2 separate regions of the Mus musculus genome follow, and region 2 is linked to region 1. Evidence: chromatin contacts called from public promoter capture Hi-C data. All regions are on one chromosome and are shown on one strand. Each heading gives the region's core, a stretch centred on a gene start, on an enhancer-like site or on the middle of the called end of the contact. The rest is flanking DNA. Distances are from core to core; before and after follow the strand shown.

The links. Promoter capture Hi-C pulls out the DNA fragments that hold promoters and counts their contacts.
Region 2: a contact with region 1 is called in a promoter capture Hi-C map of embryonic stem cells, with 2.9 times the contacts expected there. The contact joins the promoter of Abcc6 here to the promoter of Zfp719 in region 1. A contact is called at or near these places in 2 of 39 promoter capture datasets (embryonic stem cells and liver).

The regions. Positions count from the first base shown.
Region 1 is chr7:43,578,062-43,581,047 of GRCm38.p6, reverse strand. Zfp719 (zinc finger protein 719) reads right to left here and starts at 1,462. Exons shown (of 4, transcript NM_172482.1): 1 at 1,282-1,462.
Region 2 is chr7:46,028,889-46,031,891 of GRCm38.p6, reverse strand. It overlaps Abcc6 (ATP-binding cassette, sub-family C (CFTR/MRP), member 6), which reads left to right and starts at 1,606. Exons shown (of 31, transcript NM_018795.2): 1 at 1,606-1,664; 2 at 2,722-2,904. The coding sequence starts at 1,611.

The DNA.
Region 1 (2,986 bases), core at 213-2,712:
CCACTGTATGGAGTCTCAACCTCTGCTTTTCTTTTTTTCCTTAACATTTCTTTAGGAGGTGGGGAATAATTGGAGAAGGCAGCTCGCCCAACATTAACGGAAAAAAAAATTTTTTTTTAAAGATTTATTCTTACTATTCAAACATTTAAAAATGAAACGTGTGTGGGTGTTTTGTCTGTCTTTGTCTGTGCACCATTAGCTGGGAGGCCAGAAGGGAACACGGATCCCCTGGAATCGTCCCACCAGGCAGTTCCAAGGCACCATGTGGTGTGGGTGCTGGGAACCCAACACTGCTGACCCACATCTCCACTCTCCTGCCTTTCCTCCTCACTGGTCTCTTCAGTAGGCAGACTGGATGAGGCTGGCCCTTGCCTGTTTGGATGCAGGAACCCAGGCTTCTGCCTTACAATCTTTTTACAGCAGCACCTTTCTGCGTAACTGCCAATTACCAATCCTTGCCAAATTCACAGATCCCAGGCACAAGTCAAACCTCCGATCAGACCTCACATCAGCAAAGGACTGCAGTATTTATGTAAACTTTCAATTGTAACTGAAATGACTAGTTTTTTCTTAAATCTTTCTTCTGTCTTCAGTTGCATACGGGGGAAAGGAAATATCCAGAACACCTAAGGGCAGCCCCAAGGCTATGTCCCCGCTTAGATAACTGTGACCACATTAAATATACCTAAACACATCTCCTGGCTTCTAGGCAGTGCCTTCTATTGCTAATACTGCTTAGGCTGACAGAGATGGAGGGCACTGGGTCTCCAGTTTGGACCAAACGTAAATAAATTCATTTCCCCGTTTTCTCTTACTCTTTGGAGTTTATCTCCTCTCGAAGGCCAGTGTTTGACCAGGAGCCAGGGCTCCAGTTACCAGCTACTCAAACAGCCCAGAAAGCGACGCGGTCGCCCTCACAAAGCACCCTACACTGGCCTCAAGCTCCATCGCCTGACTCCTAAGCCAATCACAGACTGAGCGGATCACAAGCCATCTCAAGGTCCTCGCCCTGAAGCTCCCGGATGCTGCAGCGCCCACTCACTGAGTCCTGCCCCGAATGCCCTCACATGGTAATTTTCACGGACGACGGTGGGAAATCCCACAGGACAGCATACTGGGAAGTGACAAAATACAGACGCGGAAAACCCGCAGGAACAGAATGAAAGAGAACCGAACGACCCCCACTTTATCCACCTCATCCCCCCCTGGGGCCGATTCAACCATCACTCAGCACAAACCGGCGCTCAGCAGCACAGCGTCCTCTGCTCCACATCCACTCACCTCACATTACACCTTAGAGAAGCTCTGCACACGGCACGCCAGGACTGCGAGACTTCCGCCCACAGACACCCACAATTCCATGGGTTCGGATTCCAAACACCCACGCTACCCTGGCAACGACAGGAGAGGCGAACTACTTTAAGATCTGAGCGGATGTGATCACTCTAGGCCACTTCCGATTTGAATAAGGGTTCCCTCAGTTCACTACCACGTAGCCCTGGGTGGCGCGCATGCGCACCACCACTGGCGGAAGTCTGTCTTGCCAGTACTTATTATGGCTCATCTGGTGGTTTCTGATTTTTTTTTTTTTTTTTTTAACTTCTTCCTAGAAAGTGCCATGGCTGAACCCACACTCCCGTGACACAGAGGCAAGCATCAAAGCGCAACGGTTCCATACAGCCGACAAGAATGTGATAGGTGAAAGTCCAAGGCTGTCTCACATGCTTAGGGGATTTATTAACGTCTTGTATGTGTATATAATTCTAAGACACTGTAACATTACATCTTCCTAAATGTACCTTTTTTTCCCCTGTATTTTATTAGATTTACTTTATGTATTTTTGCCTGCATGTTGAGTTTATAGCATCCAGGACAGCTGCAAGAGCAACAAGTGCTTTTAATCTGTTTCTCTTTTTCTTCAACTTTCTCTTGATTTTCACCAGAATTGAAAGAAGTTCTTATTTTTGAGATGACCTCACTATATTGGTCTGACTGGCTTGGAACCGGACATGAAGGTCATTCTGGCCTTGGACTCTCAGACATCTCATGGCCTCTGTTTCCCGAGTGCTGGGATTAAAGATGTGTATCACCACACTGGCCTTTTCTAATTTTTCAAAAATTGAAAACTATGTGGGGTTATTAGGAAACAGGAGGTAAGTCATATGGAACACCAACGGTGAGAAACTGAGATAAGCCATCATTTACGTCATACTGAGGCATCTCACGGTTCCCAGAGGATAGAAACCTGTTCTTACTTAGAAGTAAAATGTCTTCTAAATCGCATAATAGAAATAATGTAGAACTAGGTGGGCAGTGGAAATAATGATAAACAGGGACACTAGTCAAATGGGAAAAACACCTAGCACTGTAGTGAATAAATTAGTAGACCTAATGTACATTATAAGAATAAAGTATAAAATTGTGTGAGTTATCTCCATATTAAACACATTCTAGCCCTGGACAGTCTAGAACAGTGGTTCTCAACCTGTGGGTTATGACCCCTTTGACAAACCTCTATCTCCAAAAATATTTACATCATGATTCATAACAGTAGCAAAATTACAGTTATGAAGTAGCAATGAAAAATATTAGAAAGGTTGAGAACCACTGGTCTGGAACTATGTAGACCAGGCTGGCCTTGAAGTTACTCTGATCTTGTCTATACCAGGGAAGTTCTAGGATTACAACAATGTGCAATCATGCCCAGTTCACACATAGTCTAGAGCTTCCCACTGAGAACAGACTACAGGAATAATGATTTAGGAAACAGTTTCATCATCAAAGATACACCTCAGGAGTCCCAAAAGAGTGGACTCAGCCATCCATCACCACAGAGCAAAATTATGATAAGTTAGGCACCAACGTGTTCTTCCGGAATTTCTTTTTGTTTTGTTTTGTTTTGTTTTGTTTTGTTTTGTTTTGTTTTGTTTCGAGACAGGGTATGTAGCCTTGGCTGTCCTGGAACTCACTTTGTAGACCAGGCTGG
Region 2 (3,003 bases), core at 357-2,856, 2.5 Mb before region 1:
CGGGGGGGGGGGGGGAGGGGGGAGTGACACTCACAGGAAGAAGGGCCATGGCTTCTCTGTCCTCACCACCACCTCCACCTCCCACCAAAACGGACCCAAATAAACAGAGAGGATGTGAAGTTTCACTGACAGCAGGCTTGCCGCACACAGCTTGCAGACGCAGTTGCGAGTTCTTCGAGAGCCCTCTCCTGCTGAAAGCTCAGAAGAAGCCGGCTGAAAGAACACTGTGCATCATACTGCGGGCACAGGCAACCCCAAAAGGTGGGGCAAGCCAAGCTGGAGAACCCATCCCGCCTGGGCCCTGCCAAAGAGAGGCTGTGGGAAAAGGTGGGGGCAAGACCAGAGAAGTGGCAGGGTTTGGACAGGGCAGAGGTCTGCATTCCTCCCTCACTGGAGCAGAGCACCTGGGTTGGTCTGTCTGGGGCAGTTTTTCTTCCCTACCTTGGAAGGAGTACAAACTCGTTACACAAAGAGAAAAGTGGAAAGGAAATGGGGTTCCCTGTGACCTCAACTTTACTACATCTCCAACTGTGTATCTGTGCAAACAGGATAAGACAACACAGAGTCACTTGTCTATTTGCCTATCTGTCTTGTCTTATCTGTCTGTCTGTCTGTATTGCATTGCTGGGACACAACCCATGGTCCCCTTAGCCACACCCCTTGCTTTAAGAAAAGAAAATGAGCCCTGACTTAGGAACACTTCTCCTTCTCATACCCTGCTGGTGCTGGGATCTATTTCAGAGTGTTTGGAGGCCACATTTCCATATTAGTGGGTTTTGCCGTAGCATTTTAAGGTGCTGCTGCTGCTGCTGCTGCTGCTGCTGTAATATCAGTACTAATAACTAACTTACCGAGCCATGCTGTGTGACTTGCACTGCTTAAGCCATTTCAAGGGTTGTTTTATTTTCATCATTTGTATGTATGCACAGGAGTGTGGAGGCCCGGGAGAAGGTGTTGGGTCCCCTGGAGCTGTCATTGCAGATGCTTGTGAGCAGCTGGAAGAGAGTCGTGGGAACCCAACCCCAGTCCTTTGCAGAAGCAGTGGGAGTTTAGAGTGCCTGAGCCACCTCTCCAGCTCATACTAAGGTCTTTATTAAGATTGTTCTTAATAAGGCACACAGGCGGCTGGGCCAGCAGGGGCTTGGGTTGTAGGCTAGCCTGGTCTGCATAGTGAGACCCTATCTCAAAAACTAATAAATAGAAGGACAAATACACACGTAAATAAATATTTTTCAAAGTAAGGCACTTCTCATTCTTCGCAGCGCCTGCATTTAGACAACATCTGTCCCGAGTTGCTGGTCCTGTAAATTACTAAGTCTCTTGGCTCTTTCCGCAGGATACCTTCCTGCATTGCTAAGTCCAAAGTATGCAGCAAGTTTGGGAGGGACTTCTCACGGAGAGGAAGCATGGAGGTGGCCGGCCCGGCACTTTTCAGGGGTTCCAGAATCACCTCCCCGGGCACCAGCTCCACCTCTGTATGCAGCTGGACCTTGCCCTGGGGCCTCCGCTATCCAGCTCCAATCCCTGTCAAACCTGCCTGGTCCCGCCTCCTCCTCCTCGGCTTGGAGCTGAGTTCTGAAGGCTGCTCTGGGACAAACAGACTCAGACTGATGAACAGAGGGCGCTCCATGGCCACGCCTGGAGAGCAGTGCGCCGGCCTGAGGGTGAGTCCAGCCTGCCCCACTCCTTTCTCTGCTCCAAGGATAACTCAAGCTGCTGGGGAAAGCCGCACTGGACTTCAAGTTCTTAACCGCGGGAAGCTGTAAGACAAACAGTGCAGCTACAGATCATGACACTTTCACCAAATCCCTGCTCTTGTAGAGCCCCTGCCAGCCACTGGGGACTTTGTTATTTGCATAGTGCTAGTGGGCCGCTCCCCAAACCTTCCCACTTTTGCATTTCTTCTGTCCCTATCTTACACTAGTCTATGGCCTGAAATCCAGCAGATCAGGGCCAGATTAGCAGTAAGAGATGGTGTTCACAGAGAGCTGGTTCTGTGCTTTAGCACCGTACTGTGAGCCCAACTGTTTAGGTAGCTTCAGGCAGCACATAAGGGGAGATTCTATTATTCCTCCTTGAAAGAGAAGGGCACAGTTGGCTCTGTCACTTCCTGCTTGTGTGGATGCAAATGGGGCAATTCCCTTTTGGTACCTCAGTCTACTCATCTATGAAATGGGGACAATAGCACCAAGAGTTCTTTTTTTTTTTTTTTTTTTTGGTTTTTTGAGACAGGGTTTCTCTGTGTAGCTCTGGCTGTCCTGGAACTCACTTTGTAGACCAGGCTGGCCTCGAACTCAGAAATCCGCCTGCCTCTGCCTCCCAAGTGCTGGGATTAAAGGCGTGCACCACCACGCCCGGCTCCAAGAGTTCTTATAATGAGTAACAGCCAAGCCAGATGTGGTGTCACTCATCTGTAAGCCTAGCACTTGGGAAACTAAGGCCAGAGGACCACAAGTTCAAAGCCAGCCCCAGGGACCACTGCTTCCCATCTGAGTAGAATTAGGCAAGTTCCTTACCTTCTCTGGGTCTCTACTTCCCCAGAAACTAAGTCAGTATAACTCCATCTGCCTTACAGAGCTGATGTTAGGCTGAAAAGCATTGAGAATTAAAAGGCACACCAGATAGAGCTTGGAATATCTTCATTCGGTCTGTCCCCACGGGCAGGTGAGATTGGGACTCGGGTGGCTAACATCCTAATGGTGTCCCTGGTGTTCTTTTCAGGTCTGGAACCAGACAGAGCAGGAGCCTGCGGCCTATCACTTGCTCAGCCTGTGCTTTGTGAGAGCCGCCAGCAGCTGGGTGCCCCCCATGTACCTCTGGGTCCTCGGCCCCATCTACCTTCTCTACATCCATCGCCATGGCCGGTGCTACCTCCGGATGTCCCACCTCTTCAAAACCAAAATGGTAGCCACGGGGAGCCTGAACCAGGGAGTGGGGAGGGTAGCAGGGTTGAGGGCAGACTAGAACCTGGCAGAGGTCCCACGCCTCCCATCAGCAAGAGCA